Regions from separate parts of the Mus musculus genome. Here regions 1 and 2 are each linked to region 3. The links are chromatin contacts, called in public Hi-C and HiChIP or PLAC-seq maps. All regions are on one chromosome and are shown on one strand. The core of a region is the stretch at or near the end of the contact, and the rest is flanking DNA. Distances in the headings are between cores, read along the strand shown.

Region 1 (2,700 bases), core at 42-2,541, 85 kb before region 3:
TACCTAATTTTTCCCCTTTGTTTGTAAATTTTGGAAATTTTACTTGGGACAAAGCTGGAGGGTCTACTAGAAACACAAACTCAATAGTGTGTGCAGAGATGTGCTTTTGTAAATAGTTTTATGTCTAAAATAAGTGAAAACATTATGCTCTGAAAATGGAAGGAAAGTGTGAAATCCCCCCCCCCCAATGTCAGGTGACACTGCACAAAGGTTGGAACCATAGAAATAGTTCTAGAAGATGCAAACATAGGAGATCCCTCCTCTTGGAATAGAATACTATAGTGCAATTAAGAAGGACATAGGTGAACTTTAATCAATACAGACATACATAAAATATGTCAATAAGTGGAGGGACAGTTGGCAAAATAGTATGACATTCTATAGTGGAGAAAACATCATTACATCAGGAAAGGGGATGTATATGTATATAGCTTTGGATGGCTTGCTAAACAGTATCAGGGAATAAGGAGCCACAGAAAGCTTCATGACAAAGGAAAAATCCAATTTTACTTGTATAGCAGACATTAAGACAAAAACTCACAAAACTACACTCCATTTTGCAACTGTTACTCTACTCATTAACATTTTTATATCTTTCTGCATCAGTAAGCATGCACACATATCTTTCTTAATTGTAACATAGTCTTCTATTATATGGAGGTTTCATAATTTATTTAAAACCTTTTGGTGAATATTTAAGCTAGTTCAAATATTTAGATGTTATAAAGACTATAACTCAAATATCTTCAGTGTGTGTACATGCGCGTGAATGTGTGTCACTTGAGACTGAATCTAGGACTTGATGCAGACTACTCAAGCACTCTACCACTGAGCTACCTCTTTATCTGGAGCAATTATTTTAAGAGTTTGCCTTATCTATCTATTTCCTTTGGGTCACTTTTTGGAAGTAACCTTCCTAGCTCCTTTCCAAGACTTCAGTCTTCCTCTTATGTTTTTTTTGTAATCCCCTTCCCTACTCTGAGATTTTTAAAGCAGTGTTCATTTTTATTAGTACTAATGTTCATTGCTATTATTTTGTACATGTAAATTTAGCTCAATGTTCTGTCAGTTGGTGTTCTATTAGGAAAACAACTACTCAAGACGCTCAATTTTTGAAAAGCAAAGGGTTCTTTTGCCTCACAGTCTCGCATGGTGCTGGCTGGGATCTATTTCATTGCCTTTGGCCCATTGTGAGGCAGCTAACCATCATGGAGGGGAACCCCATTCCTCATGGTCAGTGAGCCAAAGAAGAGCCCAGCTAGGCTCCCATAATCCCCTTTGAGGATTTGCTGCCAGCAACCTGAACAGCGCTCACTAAGCCCCACCATCTAAAGAGTCTGTCATCTCCTGACTGCCACTCTGCAAGACAATCTTTGATGTACCGACCCATGAGTACATGCAGGTCCAAATGCTAGCACCTGTCTTAACTTCATTTTAGGATCTAATGTGGGCAGGGAGTTAAATTTAATTTTTAATCTCATGCTAACCTTCTTGTATGTATTGGGCTATAGGCATAGTATGTATCCCCTTCATTTGCAGTGGGCACAGTAGCACTCTGATTTAATCTTTGTAGCTTTCCAGTGGATTTAATACACAGCAGGGATATCTTTCCTATTTTGCATAGAGGCAGGTAGATTCATAAATGTGCTGAAGGGACTGTCCGTACCAGCTTTTTGTAAGCGAGTTTATACTAGCAGCCTTCTGTCAGGGATGGTGTGGTCAAAGGAAGAAAGATGCAAAAGTGGACTATGGAGAAGGCTGGTGGGTTTAGGAAATTAAAGCATTGCATTGCATTGACCGTGAAGCAGAGTGAATCCAGATGATAGTGACATTGAAGATCCAAGATTACATATATGCTATGAATTTTTTCTTTCATCAAATATTTAGACTGTATGTGTGTGCGCATGCATGCAAGCAAGTCTTAGAGGTGTGTGTGTGTGTGTGTGTGTGTGTGTGTGTGTGTGCACGCGCGCACACACACACACACACACACACGTGCAAATTGTAGGGATGAACTTGGGTCATCAGGTTTGATGGAAAATATCTTTATTCACTTGGCCATCTCGCCCTCTGAGTTTTGCTGCCTGTACAATCCATCCACGGATGTTTTTCTAAGGTCACACTGGAGCACTTCATCACCAGAGTCTCTGCAGGAGACCCTCTGAAGAAGGTTGACTGCTGAGGGATAATTTGCAAGCGGTTGGAAGTGTCAAAGTGAAGACAGGCTTCTTTGAGCTTAGAAAGTATTGATTATTGATTTAACATGCCTGACTTAGTACAGAGGATCGCAGAATTATTTGGCTTTTTTGTTTTTTTGCAGATTTATCTTTGCTTTTTCTGCATTTTATAATTAAATGTGTATGTGTAGCTCTTATTAATTTGTAAGTTAACCCTAGTTTTTAGTTTCTGTGACTAGTTTTTTAACCACCCACCTATTTGTTCTGTGAGCCTCGGCCTTCCACTAGACACCTTGCTGCTTCACAGTGGCGTGACAAACGTGGATGGGAGGCGCGTCCATCTCCCTGGGTTCCCGGTGACAGCATTGCAGCGTGTCAGCGCTTCCTCTGGTCTCTAAGATGGTATTTTTCAAATTTTATTTTTAAAGTTAGGCGAGAGTTTCAGCATAAATGCATTACCTCTCAGGACTAGAACTCAGGTCTTCTGGCTCTGAAAGCAATGGCTATTTTCCTCAACGTTCCC
Region 2 (2,700 bases), core at 108-2,607, 66 kb before region 3:
GTCAGGAGGACTGTTCTTCACATATAATTCATGTCCCTCACCGGTGCCTGCCTCTGGATGTTCTTGGGAGAAATTCGGAACAATCAGGTCATCTCTGGAGTAAGGCACTTTAGAAGATTGTAAAGGGGGTCCTTTGATGATGACAAAGGCAGTCATAGTGGTTGGTGTCTGTTGCATGCTTTCAGAGGAGCAGGGTAAAACAGATAACCTCCAGGCATTGAAAAAGTATAAATTATAGGGAAAAAAAAGAGCCGCACTGAGCCTTCACCACCCTCAGCTGCAGGAAAGATGTCAAAATTTGCTGACACATGACTTGCAATGCAGTGAAGAGATGGTGGTCAAGCAATTGGCAGAAAGGGAAGTATGAAACTGTGGAAGACTAGAGAGAAGAATACACAAATAGGAGATGCACACATATATGCCATTTAGATATTGGTGTGGATGTTGCATTAGCGATCTCTAGAGGGACAGAACTGATATTATGAATATGTGTTACCAAAGAGGATTTATTTGATTGGCGTACATGATGAGAGCTGGATAGCTATTGCATCCCACTCGACCGGCAAGAAAGACACAACAAACCGGAATCTTCCGCAGCAAAAGCTTTATTGCTTACTTCTTCAGGAAGACCCTGAACTGGGAAAATGGCGCCGCTTTTATAGCCCGCAGCGTGATGTTTCAGCACCTGATATGGCGTGACAGCTCCTGATTCGTTGCTCACCAATCACCCCACTATTACACCCCGAGAATGGGAGTGACTAGGAGTGAGTTCACTCTCGAACCTGCGTACAAGGCTTGTTTACTAGTTAGGCACAGTGGAGGCCAGCGCCATCTTATAATGGCGATTGCTCGCGGCACGGCTCTCCACAGATAGCTCCTCACACTGTGTAGGTTGTGAAACGAGGCAACTCTTCTAAAAGAAAGCATTTAATTGGGAGTGGCTTATGGTTTCATGGGCTTAGTTCCTTATCATCATGGCAGGGAGCATGGTGACAGGCAGGCGCGGGTGCTGGAGAAGTAGCTGAGAGTTCTATATACTGATCTTCATGCAGAAGAAAAAAATAGTGGGGTGGGGGAGGGGATGGGAGAGGAGGCAAGGGGAAGAGAGAGATAGAGGGAAAGAGCCTGGGTCTGGCTGGGCTTTTGAAACCTCAAAACTAGCTCCCACTGATACCTGTTTTCCAATAAGGCGACTCCTCTTAATCTTTCTCAAATAGTGCCTCCCCTGGTGACTAAGCATTTAGATACGTGAGCCTATGGGGGGGGGGGCGCATTCTTGTTCAAACCACCACAGTGGCAACAATGGATCTGTTGACAGCTTTAAGAACAGGGTAGGTACACACCCCAACAGTAAGTGAAGTCAGACAAGGAAGTAGCTCTGCTTTTTCCTCAGACCTCTTTATATCTGGGCCTCTCAGACATCCTCATACCAGGAAAAGATGTTTCTCACTCTAGGAGAGTATTGTCCCCTCTCAGCTAATCCTTCCTGAAAATGTCCTCCCACATCTGTCCAGAAGTGAGACTCTTTGTTGACTCCAAATCGAATCAGGTTGGCAAAGATAAAGCATATACATGCCAACTACTGAGCAGCCGTGTGCTAATGCAGTACTGCCCCTGAAGGATGATAACTACCCCTGAGGTATGGGTACTATCCCCGAACTGAAGAATGAGTCACTACCATTGTAGGATACAATGCTGCTGATGACCATCACTATTAATGTTTAAGTCACATGACTTACTGGACCCATTTCCGTTTGTCTGCATAAGACTTAGAATTTAAGGACTTATACTCAACTGTTGCATGCTTATTAAATTGAAATTTTTAGCTCCATTCTCAACACCAAATGCAACCTACAAACTTGACATTGTTTCTGGTAAGTTCAAAGGGGAAAGGTTCTAAGATGTACTCTTGAAAGATCGTCCCCTTCCTTTATAGACCTATGGTGGATGGACATGAGACCCATGAACAGTATCTGTTATCCCTCATAGCAGAAAGAAGAGCCAAAACAGCACAAGGTCTCAGTTCCTATAATGTCTATGTGACGATGGGAAGGGGTCAGATGTTATCTATGTACCTCAGCACTGTGTATCACAGGAAAGGGACTTCCTAATTAGTGGACCCATCAGACTATTGGCTTGTCATCTGAGCTTTGGAAAGAGAGAGTTCTCACTACCCTGGAATGTAGGCAAATGTCCTTGGCAACAGGAGGATTCACCTGCATTACTTGAACGTCAATTTGACAGAATTGAGTGGTGTCTAGAAAGTGCGTAAAGGCCACTTCTGGGTGTGTTGCTGGATGGTGTCTAGGGTTGATTGGCATCATCATGAAGGAATTCCGAAGCACATCTTACACAAATGCAGACCCTTGGAAGTTCTTTAGAGCTGCCTGACAGAGCTCATTTAAGCAATGGTGGCGGATTTTCCTAGAACTGGCTTTTATGGCCACCGTCTGATAGGCTGGGGGATCGGATGGAACAAAAAGCGAAAGGTGTGGGGAACTTGGCTTGCACTTTAAGTACAAGTTCTGTTCTTGATCAGGTGTATCTGTGGCTGTCATTGCCATGGGCAGCCCACTCCAGGTTCTTCAGCTTTTAGCCGCACACTCATACCAAAGCCTCATGGGAACTTACAGGCCTTACTCTCTCTTTTAGTTTTTTGGACAAGGAAAATACAAGGCTGTGTGAGATCCTGTCTCATAG
Region 3 (2,700 bases), core at 139-2,638:
AAAGTAACCAAAACCAAAGCAGCAACAACAAAAACCCAAACCAACCAACCAACCAACCAACCAACCAACCAACCAACCAACCAACGAACCAAAAGGACCCTCAAACGTATGGCAATACTGCTGCTTCTGCCTCCTGCTAGGATCATAGTGTGGTCCATTAGACCACCGGTCAGAAGGAAAGTTTAGGTAGTGACGAGAGAGATAGTGTTTGTTTTCTATTTGGCTATTTGGCGATATAGTGGAGTATGTAGTATTACATACACCACACTCGTGCTCACGTGCACGCACACACACACACACACACATACACACACAAACACACACACACACACACACATGTGTACATGTACTCATATTTATACATTTTCGGGGTTTTTTTTTTTGCATCCACCTCTCAAATAAATGGCTTGTGCTCAAATTCTTAATTTAAGTTATGTATGCTGTAGGCCATCCAACAAAATGTTTACCTAGAAGGAGCAGGATATGGGAGCTAGCTTTAAATTTGGCAAGGATAACAGTAGGTGATGTTACAGTGTGGCAGAGGTTGCTTCAGTGAGGTACGGTGTCAAGTTACACTTTGAGATGTTATAAATAGAAAGAGGGCATTTGTCAACCTCACATATGGAGATTTGGTCCTACAGTCAGAAATCTGGCTACAAGTTGTACATGGTGTATCACATAGTTATTATACCTGTTTTAGTTATAAGGAATTGAAAATGATGGCGAAATAACCTTAAGCTGTTCTTTCTTGTTTTGAAACAGGCTCTCACTTCGGAACCCTTGCTTACAGTGTGTAGGTTGGGACACACTACACAGGCCAGGCTGGCCTTGCACTGGTAGCAATCTTCCAGCTTCTGTCTCCTGAGTATTGGGATAGCAGTTGCATTCTACTACCCTGGCTAGGCTATTTTAAGTTTGACTAAGTCTAAGGCCTGACCATTAGGTTTTCCAGACTCTGAAGGGTTGGGCTAAGCATTGGGTGGTGAAAGGAGTTTACCTTCCACTCAGCGAGAAGCGAAGTGGCATCATAAAACAGAGGAATTGCAATGGCCAGGTATTATGGAAGTTCCACCTGAACAAGTATGGGAAGGCAGGGGGATTCTTTAGCTATTGCAATGATCCAAGGTTATGAGATGGCTTGCAGCCAGGGCAGGAGCTATAGCAATGACTGTGTGTGTGTGTGTGTGTGGGGGGGGGAGGCTCTCACGAGTGTGTGCGTGTGCATGTAAGGGTGAGTTTGTCAGGGCAAAGGGAATAATTAATTGTAATGACTGAGTAGATGTGGGGACTGAAGAGGAGAAACTCGAGTTTCTTATTGAACAACGGTGTAAATGTTTTTACTGTGGTTGCTCTTCTTGTAATAGGGGTCCCTCTGGTGGCAAAGGAGAACCAAGGTAAGGGTTCCTCTCACACAGGACACCTGCTATTCTGGGATATAGTTGTACAACCATAGTTAAAATAGAGTAAAACCGGGATGCCCATCTCCTCTGGGGTTTCAAAAAGATATATCTAAGAATAGCTGAGAGCTAATTGTTGCTAATGGACCAGGAAGTGGTGTCTGACCACAATGTTGACCTGTTTGAATGAGGGAGGTACTGGCCAACTTCCTTCTCCAAGAAATCTCCACGTAGCTGGAGACGATTAGCTGGAGTCTGTTGAACCAAATCCAACAAACACAAGGGATGTCTCCTGGGAGATATTGATCTTGTTCCTTAAGAGCACAGCAGAGCAGTGAGTGGAGACTTTGAAGCCGGATTCATCTGAGTTTGAATGATGCTTGGCCACAGTTCTGCCAGTATCACCTTAGCATCTTCCTATGGGTACTCTCCGTAATAGCACCTGTATGGTTATGGGGACTCGAGTGACGGGCATGAATCATCGCTCAAGGCTTCCTCCTCATTAACAGCTAGAGTCAGTCCTAATGATTCCCCTAGGAGCTCAGGAGATGGCCCTTTGAGCTAATTCATAAATATTCTTAAATACCAAATTTAAAATATGATAACCAACAGGGAGCACTCTGACAATCAGTGAACAACCTCAGAGGATTAGTGAACTGGTAGACCACCCCCACCAGCCCGAGGCACGTAACTGAACGGCGAAGGCAGTTTTACAGAGAGCTCTCTCTTTGAACATTTTTCTTCTAAGTGTTGATCAGACCTCAAATTTTCCAAGAACAGGTGTGCTGCATAGGCCTGAGTCATCGACCGAGATGAGATATTTCAGAAACTTTCCATTTTAAGCATGTTCCTGATTGAGTAAAAAATGCCTAGCTTGTTATATAAATACACAGAGTGTAACCTCTTGCTGAGCACTGCCTCTGAGCCCAGAAGCTAGCCAGGGATTATCTTTTACCAATCTCTTCAGATTCCAGAAAGGTCTGCAGGGCTAATGCTCGTATGAGTTACCTTCTGAAATCTCTGCAGCTGGGGTTTTCTTCCCTAGGAGCTCTGTGTGCACACACCCTAGTTGGTCTTATCCATCTGTAAGCTTCCATAAGCTCCCTAATGAAAACAACTGCATTTTGGAGGCTTAATTGCTTATTATTGAGTGGCCTATCTCTCATTCTATAAATGTAAAATGATGAGAAATGTTCTGTTCGTTAGAAACCGTCAGCATGTGAGGCAGACCGGGTGTTTTATTGATGTATACAGAAAATATCATCTTAAAGGTCAGAAGATAACTATTGGAGAATAAAAGCCT

The links. A called contact is a pair of places that touch in the nucleus more often than the background predicts. HiChIP or PLAC-seq counts read pairs in DNA pulled down with a chosen protein or histone mark.
Region 1: a contact with region 3 is called in a Hi-C map of rod photoreceptor, with 1.9 times the contacts expected there. The contact joins two enhancer-like sites. A contact is called at or near these places in 1 of 15 datasets of contacts at CTCF or cohesin (embryonic stem cells), 32 of 484 Hi-C or Micro-C datasets (3T3-L1-derived adipocytes, the G1E-ER4 cell line, bone marrow-derived macrophages and 8 more), 8 of 115 datasets of contacts at active chromatin or transcription factors (double positive thymocytes, embryonic stem cells, large pre-B cells and 1 more) and 2 of 9 other capture datasets (embryonic stem cells and liver).
Region 2: an HNF4G HiChIP or PLAC-seq map of pancreatic cancer cells shows a contact between it and region 3. The contact joins two enhancer-like sites. A contact is called at or near these places in 1 of 15 datasets of contacts at CTCF or cohesin (embryonic stem cells), 24 of 484 Hi-C or Micro-C datasets (Sertoli cells, bone marrow-derived macrophages, cortical neurons and 6 more), 6 of 115 datasets of contacts at active chromatin or transcription factors (embryonic stem cells and pancreatic cancer cells) and 2 of 9 other capture datasets (adipose tissue and liver).

The regions. Positions count from the first base shown.
Region 1 is chr8:57,704,905-57,707,604 of GRCm38.p6, forward strand. No RefSeq gene overlaps it. Among named protein-coding and RNA genes, the nearest start is that of Galnt7, 53 kb to the left of the region's middle. Within about 2 kb of position 1,292, at least 3 of the 459 cell types and tissues checked have an H3K27ac peak or open chromatin away from gene starts, as enhancers often do. A contact at or near this core is called in rod photoreceptor, where this site is marked.
Region 2 is chr8:57,724,099-57,726,798 of GRCm38.p6, forward strand. No RefSeq gene overlaps it. Among named protein-coding and RNA genes, the nearest start is that of Galnt7, 72 kb to the left of the region's middle. Within about 2 kb of position 1,358, at least 12 of the 459 cell types and tissues checked have an H3K27ac peak or open chromatin away from gene starts, as enhancers often do. A contact at or near this core is called in pancreatic cancer cells, where this site is marked.
Region 3 is chr8:57,790,198-57,792,897 of GRCm38.p6, forward strand. All of the region lies in intron 11 of Galntl6 (UDP-N-acetyl-alpha-D-galactosamine:polypeptide N-acetylgalactosaminyltransferase-like 6), which reads right to left. Among named protein-coding and RNA genes, the nearest start is that of Gm2921, 8.3 kb to the right of the region's middle. Within about 2 kb of position 1,389, at least 26 of the 459 cell types and tissues checked have an H3K27ac peak or open chromatin away from gene starts, as enhancers often do. A contact at or near this core is called in pancreatic cancer cells and rod photoreceptor, where this site is marked.